2 separate regions of the Danio rerio genome follow, and region 1 is linked to region 2. A link is a contact called in public HiCAR-type data. All regions are on one chromosome and are shown on one strand. The core of a region is the stretch at or near the end of the contact, and the rest is flanking DNA. Distances in the headings are between cores, read along the strand shown.

Region 1 (6,508 bases), core at 3,869-6,368, 150 kb before region 2:
AAGCCTCCTGGAATTTTTCATGCACTTCGGTCTGAAAAGAAAGGCTTCTTTTGTGAACTCATTCATCTTTATGCTTGCTTCCGCCGCCTGGTGGGGCAAGATGAAACTGCACATTCTTGATTAGTGATGGTAGTTACACTCACACAGCCTACAGGATAGAAAGGTGCTGTGAGGCCATAGAAATACCTTGAAAATAACCAAGCAACTGCTCAGTCATCCAAAAAAATTATTAGGAAAGACAAACTGAAGCTGTGGCTATACTACCAGAACTCTGTTAGGATGAACAGGCAGATGGGAAATAAAACTAAATTTGGGATTTTTGGTTTGGCAAATACACACTGCATTATGTTGTAAGGTTAAATATTAAAGCACAGCAGGATAGGAAATATTGCCAGGTGGTCAAATGAGAACAACAAAAACAACAACAAAAAATGTTCATACTCATTTCTGCAGAAAATATGTCACTAATAACGGGTTGGGGAAGGAAGGAGGGAGTGTGGGAGGAAAAGAGAGAAAGAGTTGCAGGATCCTGATCGTTCTCATCTCCGCATAGCACACATTCCATCTGCTCAACAGCTGGCTGTCTAATTCCTCTTTCACACAAACCTGAGAACCACTGACGCTACACACTGCACTCTCACACGAACACACATCTGACACAGCTGCTCACACTCAAACTGACTTGAACATCTCTCTCTCTATCTACCCGACCATCTCTCTATCTACCCGTCCGTTCGTCCGTCCGTTTGTCTATCTATCTATCTATCTATCTATCTATCTATCTATCTATCTATCTATCTATCTATCTATCTATCTATCTATCTATCTATCTATCTATCTATCTATCTATCTATCTCCGTTCATCTGTCTGTTTATAAGACATTTTCAAACTTTTGTTTAAACTAATATTTAGTTGCATAACCAATGTTTTTTTTATTTTATTTTTTTTTTCTTACTTAGATTTTTTGTCTTGTTTCTAGTCCAAATATCTAAGTTCTTAAATCAAGAAGCATTTTCTAGACAAGCAAAACATATTTTCTTGTTTTAAGAAATAATATTCCAAAATGAAGTGAGTTTTTCCTTAAAACAAGCAAAATAATCTGCCAATGGGGTAAGCAAAATAATCTTATCACAAATCAAAAACAGATTATTTTGCTTACCTCATTGGCAGATTACTTTGCTTGATTTAAGGAAAAACTCACTTCATTTTGAATTGAATTGAAATAATTTATACACTTTCAGTCATCTGAAAATGTGCAACTTTTAAAATGAGGCTTGCAACCAAACAGCCATCGCTGGGGAATGAACAATTCGTGCTAAAATGTACAAATGAGATTATAAACCATATGAATTAGCAGCTAAATCAAAAAGTTAAGAATTGCTGTAAGATTTTGAAGATATTTTAGACCTAGAATTAATAGGCCTTAGTATGAGAAACATCCCATTCCATGATTTTTCAAGCCACCCTTTAAGGGTATTTAAAAAAAATAAGGCTTGAATTTGGTACCTGGGGGTCGTCAAAGAAAAAAGCAATTTCAAAAAGAACTATTTAATTTCTCTTTGGGACAGTTAATGTATTCCACTGCTTTAACTGATTCTGCACATGGCAATATTTCAATAATGCTGCTTTGTGCGGGTATCTTGCAGACAGCTTAGCTACCGTTAAACATCTTCTGACTGTAACGCCAATTTTAGACCATCTTTGATCTTTCTGGATCTTTTCAATTTGGACTATGAACAAAAGTTGCCCATTTTCTTCTTTTTTACATTTTTTACATTTTTTTTACATTTTTTTTTTTGTTGCCATTTTAAAGCATTTGAGATCATTTTAGATGACCATCCAATAATGTGCGCCAGTTTTAAAATACAATTTCTGTTCTCCAAATAAACCTTTTAATTTAACTTACATTTTCAGAATTAAATAGCGGTTTGAAAGACCCATTTTACTTCAAAAGAAATGATTTTAACATTGTATGACACATTGCTTGCCCTCCTTATTTATAATAGTTGACAAAATTCAAGTTGATAATTGACAATAAAACAAAGTCTTGACACTGTTATTATTTTGAACAGTCATTTAAATGCACTAGCCAATTACTTAGAACAGCAGTGCTTATAATGTAAAGGTTGGGTCTGTTGTCTTCTATTACACTACTACATTAAGAAGTAAATTATTTGCAATGCTTCTGCTGGTAACAGTAGCACAGCATATGTCACTGATGTAATGACCTAACTGATTACATATTTGAAACATCAGCAGTGCACTGCCTCTTCCACTATACATCATTTAGCACCAGACTAAACTGCCTAAGCTACCTTAGAAAGGTTAAAATGAGGACATGAAGATCTTCAGTCAAAACAATGAGCACAAAAGCTCCAGATGTTAGTGTTGCTCATACCTGCTTTTTCATTTTCAACACAAAGTCTAGGCAGGCTAGATTCTGTTGATGTGTGTGTGTGTGTATCTAAATGTCTGATAAACTATGGTATGCTGTCATTTGTAGTATCACAGACTGTCAGCCCCATTAGCAGAATGGATGCTTTCCTTTCCACCCCTGCCAAGTTGGCATCAGTCTCCTGCCTTCAGTGTGTTAGCTCCATGTCTCTAGCTATCTCCAGAGGGACTCGAAGTGGCATTCGCTCACAGCAGAGATGCATAGCCTCACTACTGCCAAGGGACACAGGGACACGCCAGCGCTTCCTGGAAGGGAGCTGGAAAGAATGGAAAAAGTTGGCAGAGGCTAGAAGCGAGGGATGGAGGAGAAAGGAGAGAGGCGGAGGGAACAAGACTGCTTAGAGCTGCAGAGGGACTAAACCTTGATGAACTGCTCTGGATGCCCAATGGTGCAAATGTCCACCAGTGCCAGGAGTCTTTTCTCCCTCCTCTGTCCATCTTGTAATTTATTTGTCTCTCTGTGTTTCTGTCTGTCTAATTATTTGTGTGTCCGTCTATCCTTACCTTCATTTTCATATTTCATTTTATCCATTCATATATTCATCCATTCATATATCTTTCTATCAATCATCTTTCAAATCATCAATCAAGCAGTCCAACTTGCTACCAATCCATCCATCAATCAATCCCTCAATTCAACCATTAATCCATAGATCCATCAAATTTATCAATCCGTTCTTCTATCTATTAATCAATCTATAAATCATTTCATCAATCTAACCAAAACATCCATCAGTTTGTCGATCCATCGATCTATTAATCCCTCTAGTCATCCATCCTGTTTGCAATCATGTATGTTGTGTCTATAATGTCACTTAAGAACATGGAGTAAACATAACTGACAAAAGTCTTGTCGTCGATCCCGGTGGTAAGAGCAACAAATAATAACTAGTTGATCATTTGGAAAAGTGGCAGAAGGTAGATTTTTCTAGTGAATCATCAGTTGAACTGCATCCCAATCATCACAAATACAGCAGAAGACCTGTTGGAGCCAGCATGGATTCAAGATTCTCACACAAAAAAAAAAATCAGTCAAGTTTGATAAAGGAAAATCAAGATTTTGGGGTTACATTCAGTAAGGGGACATGCGAGAGATCTGCAGAGTGGATGGCAACGTCAACAGCCTGAGCTGTCAAGACATTAGATTACAAAGCCACAGGAGAGGGCTAATTCTTCAGCAGGATAGTGCTCAGTCTCATTCTTCAGCCTCCACATCAAAGTTTCTGAAAGCAAAGAACGTCAAGGTGCTACAGGATTGGTCATCCCAGTCACCAAACATGAACATTATTGGGCATGTCTTGTGTAAGATGGAGGACGCATTGAAGATAAATCCAAAGAATCTTGATGAACTCTGGGAGTCCTGCAAGAATGTTTTCTTTGCCATTCCAGATGACTTTATTAATGAGTTATTTGAGTCATTGCAGCATGTATGGATGCTGTCCTCTAAGCTCATGGGAGTCATACACAATATTCATTATTTTTCTACTGAACCATGACTTTATATTCTATACTGTACATTTTTTCTGTTAGGTGACAAGACTTTTGTCTAAGCAAAGTCAGACGTTACTGTCCTAATTAAATAATTAAAAATCAAGGCATGATCATGTTTTATTTTGGTAAAATAAGCATAATCTAAAGGTATTTGCCTTTCAAATAAGCCACTTCTGATACCATGATGATCAACTAGAAATCAAGTCATTATTTGTTCGTCCTAAAACTTCCTAAAACCAGGCACAAGCACATCTATGTGAGGGTTGTCTCCACGTGTACATTTAGCAGACAACAGTACTAATAACAAGACAAACATTTTCACTGAAACAGTCAGTTTGTCCATTGTGTTACTGTAAGAACTGAAAGAGGGATTTCCCAGAAAAACACACAAATGTTGATTTTGGCTCACGTCTCATCAATTTCTATAGCAACTTCATGAAAAGCCAGACGTGCAAGAATCTCCTGATGGGTGAGAGTTCTGGCATACCAACTGCAAATGAATAAGCACCGGGCAGATAATTGAAAGGTCATATTTAATTAGGGGGGAAAGCTGGCATCCGGTTACCAGGTTTATCTGCCCTCGACCTTCTCATGTGATTCGGTTTCCTCAAGTTGCGTCACCTACTATAGCTCCATCGCTTGCCGTTATCGAAGTGACCTCAGGGAATAACCTTTTACGGTGACTCATATGTTGTGAGAGAGTGAATGTGGGAAACTGTTAACATTGTGGCAAAGACACAAAGCCAAGATTAAGGAACATCTGCTGCTTCTGGTCGGTAATGACGGAGTGAAAGCTCGTGGCTGGAGGAAATGCACAGCGCCAAAGAGAAGCAGAAGTGAACATCTGTTTCTGCTTGAGTCCATGCAACCACACGGAGAGACGGAGATACAAAGGAGTTAAGGTTAAAGTGCTGCAAGTCTAAGACCTTGAGAAGGTTAATCTAGTGGCCAGTCTTCCTCAGCACACAGGCTTGACCCCAGCCTAATCTAGTTAATGAGGACGGAGCAGTAGAAAGCACACACATCCTTGCAGCTTAGGAACCAAGGAGATCAAGGGCCCCTGGATCTGGTTTCCTGCCTTATGTAATAAAGCCTTATGAGCTGAGGTGAGTATGTTTGTTCCTATTGGGCAATCTGAGGAAAGATCGTCCATGAGAGGTGCTGAGAGAGGACAATTTGAGTTGTTTTAACAGCCCCAGTCCTGTCTGGTAGCCAGCCCTGGATCTTCAAGCTGCTATGCCAGCAACAAAATATTTTCGACAGCTGGAATGTCTGCCCTTTTGTTGTCTGTCTCTCTTTCTCATTCCTGTCTTTTTTCTAGTCTTTTTAAAGCCTTGAGAGCTAAATCATACTACTGTGGCTTTCTCTATAAAGAAAAAAAACTTGACCTGATCTCCGGCGTGACCTGGTGAACCAAGTAGTCTACAAATGCGGTCATGATGATTTATGCCTAGGAGGCAAGCTGCAGTGAGGCCCAGATGGTCACAGCTCTCAGTAAGTGACGTGAGCAAGAACCCTCAAGTTTGTTTTTTCTCTTTCATCAACTGTTTAGTTGACTCCACTGATGAGAGAAGTACGCTGTGGTCTCGTAGAATTGACCCCAGCGGCCTGCCTATGGTGACCCTAAAGACACTAATTTTCTTGGCCTAGACTGAGTACATTTACATGTTAGATTGTACACTCTATAGTGCTGCATGATTGATCATATCGCAATCGCGATGTCAGCCTATGCGATTACATTACAGCAAAACTTGAGATTATATTAAATAAACAAAAGCGAAAGCAGCGCGTGCGCAGCGCGTATGGAGAGCAGAAGAAGCACGCAGGCGTTTGCATTTCACACTAGCTGCGTCTGCAGCGCGCAGCTCTTCAGCAGCTGCTGCAGAGATCAATCTATCTGTCTATTCTATGTAGTTGAGCTCTCAGTAAGGGACTGTCGGAAAAGTGCTTTTTTTTTTTTTTTTTTTTTTTGCTCCACTCAGATTCGGGTGTGTGTTTAAACAGACAATACACTTAAAAATATGTAAACATGTCTGTCCTGCGTGTTTTAATTTAAACAACTATTTTTTTCTTAAACAGTTACTAAAGTATTCGAATGCTTCATTATAGATCTGTGCATTCTCACATGAACACCTTTGTTATCAAACAAAATAATGAGATTCATTTCCTGCTCTTCACTAAATAACTATAGTAACTATAATCAATATGCAAATACAATCAAATATTTTATAGCTTTATTTCATTTCTGTATAGGCCATTGATTTTAACAAGCTAAACCTTTTATTTTATTGTCAATATTTTCTAATGTTTGCTATGTATTCTATCATTTGAAGCTATTTGTTGTCCCATATTTTTTACATCCCAACGTTGACAGATTGCTAATCAATAAATAGCTATAGTGCTATCTGTTAGTTTTAACGTCAGCTAATGTTATGGAAGGGCATAGACGTTATGGAAAATAGTAATAGTGATGTAAATACCCCCATCATTCCTTCCTCAAGCAAATGTGTAAATATTAGATCTATTCAGCTATAACGTTAATTGCATTGGCATATTTATCTG
Region 2 (6,970 bases), core at 1,983-4,482:
AACTCTCTCAGAGTTGAATTAACGCTGGTGATTTTGCTGTGACTCATGAAAAACTAAACCTAAGAAAAACTTATTATAGATTACTTATTTAGCAACAAATAAACATTTTATATGATTCATAGATTAAGCAATCTCTAACTGTTACTAGTTTTTTCTTAGTGGCTTTGGTGCATTTCTCACAACACTATTTACATTTGCACAGCAGTTGATGCATTTCTCAAAACAATTAGTTATTTGCGCACATCATAATAGCAGTTTCTCATTCCTTCCAACAAATTGCAAATGCTTTTGGACATGCATCAATTGCTTTTATACAACTCTCTGCTGTTTTATGACATGATAATTTGCTTATGTCTTGTCAGTCAAAATTAACTAAACTCGTGAATAGTAAATAGTAATTCTATATAAAAATAATAGTCCTCATTTCATTACTCGAGTCATTACATACAAAAATGTTGAACTGGTTGTCAAGCTAATTTTATTAAAATAAATGTTAAAAAAATCCTGAAAATGTTTTCTAAATTGAACAATTTTATGAATGATTTACAGACCTGTATGTGTTGTAGGTTCAGTTACAATATGTACTGCAATATTGTTTACAGTTGTGCACAGCTCTACCCAAAGGAAGTTTATGTTTGTTGTAAATAAGGGTGTATTTATTCTTTTGCACAATGCTGTAAATAAATTAAAATTGCAAAGATCATATGTAGTAAAAATGTGAAACATACATATTCAGTGTCTTGTACACAGATAACTCACTAAATGCAGTAATGTCAGACTTTACTGTGGTTTTAAAATGGCTGTGCAAATAATATATAGTGCTGTCTTGAGCATTTTCAGGAAGTGTCACCAAAATCAGAATTTTGTGCATTGAAAAACATAATAAAACATAACAAAGCCATTTGACTATCTTGTTCATAAACAATTGTGTCAGGGCTTGTCATCTTGAATACACCGACACTTTCATTGAAATGAATACTAATTTTTGAGGAATAAGCTACCAATTTTGAGTATGTGACACTTTTGCAGGTTATCAATAGATTTAGCAGTTCATACTGATTATTCTGAGAAATGCATTAGTTTTTTTCTCAGTCTGTTTAGTGCATTACTCACAACACTATTTACATTTGCACAACAGTTAATGCATTTCTCAAAACAATTAGTACAAAACTACAAAACCTAGCTGATAACCTGCAAAAGCGTGTCACTTGCTCAAAATAGATAGCTCATTCCTCAAAAGCAAGTATTCATGTCAATGAAAGTGTCAGTGTCATCAAGATGAAAAGTCCTGACACCATTGTTTCTGAATAAGATTTTGGCTTTGTCATGTTTTCATTATGTCAGTTTACTCTGTACATTTTTTCCCATGCAAAAAAAGTCAGCTTTTGGTGACACGTCCTGAAAAAGTGCTCGCTACAGCTCTATATAGTATTTGCACAGCCATTTGAAAACTACAGTAAAGTTTAACATCACTACATTTAGTGAGGTATCTGAGTACAAGACACTGAATATGTATGTTTCACATTTTTATTACACATGATCTATGCCATTTTAATTTATTTACAGCATTGTGCACAAAAATAAATACACCATTATTTACAACAAACATAAACTTCCTTTGGGTAAAGCTGTGCACAACTTTAAACAATATTGCAGTACATATTGGAACTGAACCTACAACACACACAGGTCTGTAAATCATTCATGAAATTGTATAATTTAGAAGACATTTTTAGAAAAGAAAAAAGATAAAATTTTTTAAATAAAATTAGCTTGACAGATTTTGACAACTAATTCAACATTTTGTAATGACTTGAGTAATGAAATGAGGACTGTTGATTTCATATGGAATGACTATTCAGCATTCAAAAGTTTAGTTAGTCTTGACTGACAAAACATAAGCAAATGATAATGTTATAAAACAGCAGAGAGTTGTATAAAAGCAATTGATGCACGTCCAAAAGCATTTGCAATTTGTTGGAAGGAATAAGAAACTGCTATTATTGTTTTGAGAAACGCTTCAACTGCTGTGCAAATGTAAATAGTGTTGTGAGAAACGCACCAAAGCCACCGAGAAAAAGTGTAATAAATAGAATGTTCATTTATTGCTTATTCAGTAAACACTCGTAAATAGTTTAGTTCTTTAATAACTATTTATCAGTTAAGCCTTGATTAATGGATATTAGTGGCACTATTGTAAGGTGTTTTAAAATATTCTAGTTTACTTGATTACTTATAGTTTGACTAGCTCAGAATAGTTCAATGAGTGTTTGCATAGTAATGATTCTAACTGTGTGTGACTGTTATCATAAAATTGTGTTACTGGTTTGTTGCGCAGTTTGTAAACAAAATAGTCTAACCCACCCAATGCTTAATATGTGGTTTGATGTTTCGATATATAGAGTAATAACTCTAAATTAGTTAACTATATGTTATGTGAACAAATAATGAAATTGACCAAAAAAAATAAATAAATAAAATCTTATCAGAATTGTAACATTTACTAACACATTTAAATGTTTTATCTGTACACCAGAAGTTTTGGTGTCTTGGGACCCTAGGAGGTTACAAGGGACTGCTAGGGTCTGTGGAACAGTTTTGGATGGATGGATGGATGGATGGATGGATGGATGGATGGATGGATGGACGGACGGACGGATGGATGGATGGATGGATGGATGGACGGACGGATGAATGGATGAATTGACAGACAGACAGACAGACGGACCAACAGAAAGACAGAAAGACAGACGGACAGGCAGACAGACAGACAGACAGACAAATACATTATATAGATGGTACTGACAACACAATTAGACACCTATTAGACTATAGACACCACATTAAGCCTTTCAATTTATCATTAAATATATTTATTCCTATAGACCACCTTCATCATTAATAAGTTGTACATTTTGCATTTCTCCATTACGTCTCATATAGCTGGTCAGCTTTTGCTGCAGCATTCAGTGTTTATATGGTTTCGCAGGTTTGCAGGCTTGTGCTAGTCTGTCATCACAAGAAAAATTTAGAAAATTAGATGGATCATTAAACTGTCATTCAAGAATGCAAACTATTTTAAGTCCACTTCACGTCCATGACTCATGGCATAATCATGTTGGTAGCTGAAAATACTTTTTAAATCTCAAAATCAGAGGAGCACAGCTGAGCAAACTCAATGCCCCTTGTCCTACATTTTCCTTAGCTGTCAGTGGCAGAACACTAACAATGTGGAAATGTGTGTCTGGTGCCATCAGCAGGACAGTTAGAGCAACAACAGTAGCGAGGTTTTATTGTAGCATGTTTGGATGTTTAGTGTTCATTAATTAATTCTCAATGCAAGGTGTTTTAATAATTTTACTTTTAGATTTTTATTGAAAAATTAATAAAACACCTTGAATTGAGAATTAATTAATGAACACTAAACATCCAAACATGCTACAATAATTAATTAATTAATTCTCAATGCAAGGTGTTTTAATATTTTACTTTTAGATTTTTATTGAAAAATTATTTTTAAAAAAATGTTATATATAATTTTTAAATTTTATTTTCATTCAAAACTATATACAGATGGAGTACATTTGAACCACTAACTTATCCAGCATATGTTTTATGAAGTGGATGCCCTTCCAGCTGCAACCCTTCACTGGAAAACATCCATACACTTTCTTTTACACACACATATACTCACATTACGGATAATTTAGCCTACCCAATTTACTTAGTACATGTCTTTGGATTGTGGGGGAAACCGGAGCAAGCGGAGGAAACCCATGGGAACACGGGGAGAATATACAAACTCCAGACAGAAATGCCAATTGACCAGGCCGAGGCTCAAACCAGCAACCTTCTTGCTGTGAGGCAACAGAGCTACCCACTGCGCCACCGCGCCTGAATCTTATCATATTTTTTGTAATTTACAAATTGGCAATAAGATGTAACAAAAACCTAAACTACATTAAAACTTTGTCAAAACGATTCCATTTTGATGGACAGATAACTTCAAAAAGAAAAAGTACAATAGGTAATAGATTGCAATCAACCAAACCTAATTCAGACAATTGTTAGTATGACAATATATTCACAACAATAAGTACTTTCTTGTCCACTCTTAAAGTAACACTCCAAATTTTTCGGAAATAGGCACATTCTACAAGTCAGCTAGAGGTTTTTTAGAACTGTTTTACCATTTTTTAATCCATTCAGCTGATCATTGAAAAGGATTAGACCCTTAGCATTTCGTTTAAAAATATCCCTATTCAAAGCTACATTATTCTGAAGTTACATCATGTCCTAAAACCAATAGAAAATGAGAAGTTGCTATTTACTAGGTTGAAATGGCTAGGAGGTTGGCACACCTCACAGCAAGAACATCGCTGGTTCTAGTCCAGGCTGGGCGAGCTGGCATTTGTTTGTGGAGTTTGCATGTTCTCCCCGTGTTCGCGTAGGTTTTTTTCCGGGTGCTCTGGTTTCCCCAACAGTCCAAAGGCATGCCGTATAAGTGTGCAGAATTGGGTAAAACAAAATTGGCCTTAGTTTGTATTAGTGCATGTGTGAATGCAAGAGGTGTATAGGTGTTTCCCATTACTGGGTTGTAGCTGGAAGGGCCTCCACTGCATAAAACATATGCATGAATAAATAAACACAAAACTATATTTTCATTCTGGTGTAATAATTAATGAACTTTGTTGCTGTATTTTTTCATAATAGTATTAATAATAAATTAATGATATTACGCAGTGCTGTTACCAAGTTACCTGAGATACCTAGCTGGGGACTATTTTCAGGCCTTACTATGAAGACCATGACTAAAAGCACATGTTGGTGGAAAAATACTTTTAAAAATATTTCATGTTCACTTGCAAACTGTTTCTGTCTATCTGGTGTGTTACGGGCGTAAGGGTCATAGTAGATTTAAGGCTGGTTCATCCAGTCATAAAAGTTCCAAAAAAATCTTTTTTTGAGAAAGTCAATAAAGAAATAACAGCCAAGCTGGTTGTGAGTCACCAACAGCACCGTTTCGAAGGGGGTCAGAGGTCAATGTCAAAAACGAGCACTTCTCTTGGCACACCCAGGCCTCAGCGACTGACAAGTTGGTTGAGAGTCACCAATGACACCGCTTTAGAAATGTTTGATTCATGTCAAAAATGACTGCTCCTCTGAGCACATCCAGGCCTGAGAGACTGACCGATCAAAGCCGGGCAGGCTGTGCCTTTTTGGGCTCGGATGCCGGGCCGCCCTGCCTGGAGGTCCTCACCCCCAACCACCAGTTATCGCTGACCTGCCATCAGGGTTTTGATTAAGGTGTCGTTTAGTTCTGGTTTCCAAGCTTGTAGGCCGGCCTAAGATCCTTCTTCTCCGGCCAAGGGCCGTGTCTTGGCCTGGCTTCCTCCTGCCTCCAAGCCGGGGGGGTTTCTAAGCTTGAAGGCCGGCACCAGAGGCATTGTGTTGGACTTCCGGTTAAGCAAGAAACATCTGTGCCTGTGGCTCCCTGGTCAGGGGCCGTGGCAGAGCACCAAGAAGACCATCAAACTCAGTCGTTTAGAGGAAGTTAAAGTCGTAACAAGGTTTCCAGAGGTGAACCTGCGGAAGGATTATTAACAGGGTCGAGGGGATCTCCTCCCTTATGCCTGGAGAGTGATTGAAAGCTTCCGTGCAGTCATCTCTCCAGGGCTATCCCTTACTTAAACACATTTCCCCCTTGATCATTCTGGGTGATGTCTCCTCCCGACAGCCTCCTTTAAACATTGAGTGATCAAGTAGGGTTAGAGGTGAGGCTTTTGTGACTCGTGGTTGGCGTGTAAGCTCCCTGATGGGTACCTTCCTGGTCTCATCCTCTCCCACTGCAGGGGAGGTGGGGTATTGGGTTTAATGCCCTTTCTATCCTTGTGACATGTGGAGGAACGCCCATCTTGGGGCCTCGCCAGCTCATTTGTTTTTCACAGGGCGACGCGTCAGGTGCCATGGGTGTTATCCCGACAGCTGCCCATGCGCGGAGCACACCTGCTTACCCCCTTGGCATGAGTGTTTGTCGCTGGCTAGAGAGGAGGGGTTGCCCCCCTCTCTGACAGGGGCCGGCTGCTCCTATCACTGTTGTTTACAACCTCAGATCAGACGAGACAACCCGCTGAATTTAAACATATTACTAAGCGGAGGAAAAGAAACTAACTAGGATTCCCTCAGTAGCAGTACGCGAAAAGGGAGTCTAGCGCTGAATCCTCATCCCATTTCCTCCGTCAGCAGTGTGCTTCGCGCTGTGATTACAGGCCCATGTCAGAAAAGGGAATGGGAATCCAGGGGTCTTGATGTGCAAATCGGTCGTCCGACCTGGGTATAGGGGCGAAAGACTAATCAAACCATCTAGTTACCTCAGAAGTTTCCCTCAGGATAGCTGGCACTCAGCATACAGTTTTAGTAGGTAGCAAATATTGGTAGTAGCAATAATCCAACTAGAGCTTTGAAGACCGAAGTGGTTAAGGGTTCCATGTAAACAGTCGAACATGGGTAAGCCGGGCCTATGCCATTCGGAAGGGAAGGGTGATGGCCTCTGTCACCCCTGTCTGACCGTAACAGAGTCGGGTACAGATTCCCGAGCCCAGAGCAGCAGAGTTGGTGCGGTAACACAAACAAACTGAGAGAGGGGCCCATGCCCTGGAAAACGACCCTCTACTGGCGGCGTCCTGTGAGCTCTCGTCGGCCCTTGAAAATCCGGGGGAGAAGGTGTAAGTCTTGTGTCAGGTCATATCCATATCCCCAGCATGTCTCCAAGGTGAACAGCCTGTGGAGTGTGGTAACATGGCAGTTAAGGGAAGTTGGCAAGTCAGATGTGTAACTTCAGGATAAGGATTGGCTCTAAGGGCTGAGCCGGTTAGGCTGAGGTGTGAAGCGGGCCGGGGCCCGAGCCATGACTTGGGGAGCAGCTTTTCTGCAATGACCCGGGCTCCCTGTTCCTGCGTTATCTGGAGAT

Evidence for each region. HiCAR-type assays count read pairs that join an accessible place to other places.
Region 1: a contact with region 2 is called in a HiCAR-type map of caudal fin, with 6 times the contacts expected there. The contact joins two enhancer-like sites. A contact is called at or near these places in 4 of 18 Hi-C or Micro-C datasets (caudal fin, embryo, hematopoietic stem cells and 1 more) and 3 of 4 datasets of contacts at active chromatin or transcription factors (caudal fin, embryo and gastrula embryo).

The regions. Positions count from the first base shown.
Region 1 is chr2:28,797,616-28,804,123 of GRCz12tu, reverse strand. All of the region lies in intron 5 of fndc3ba (fibronectin type III domain containing 3Ba), which reads right to left. Among named protein-coding and RNA genes, the nearest start is that of fndc3ba, 88 kb to the right of the region's middle. Within about 2 kb of position 5,118, at least 18 of the 62 cell types and tissues checked have an H3K27ac peak or open chromatin away from gene starts, as enhancers often do.
Region 2 is chr2:28,641,798-28,648,767 of GRCz12tu, reverse strand. No RefSeq gene overlaps it. Among named protein-coding and RNA genes, the nearest start is that of fndc3ba, 68 kb to the left of the region's middle. Within about 2 kb of position 3,232, at least 3 of the 62 cell types and tissues checked have an H3K27ac peak or open chromatin away from gene starts, as enhancers often do.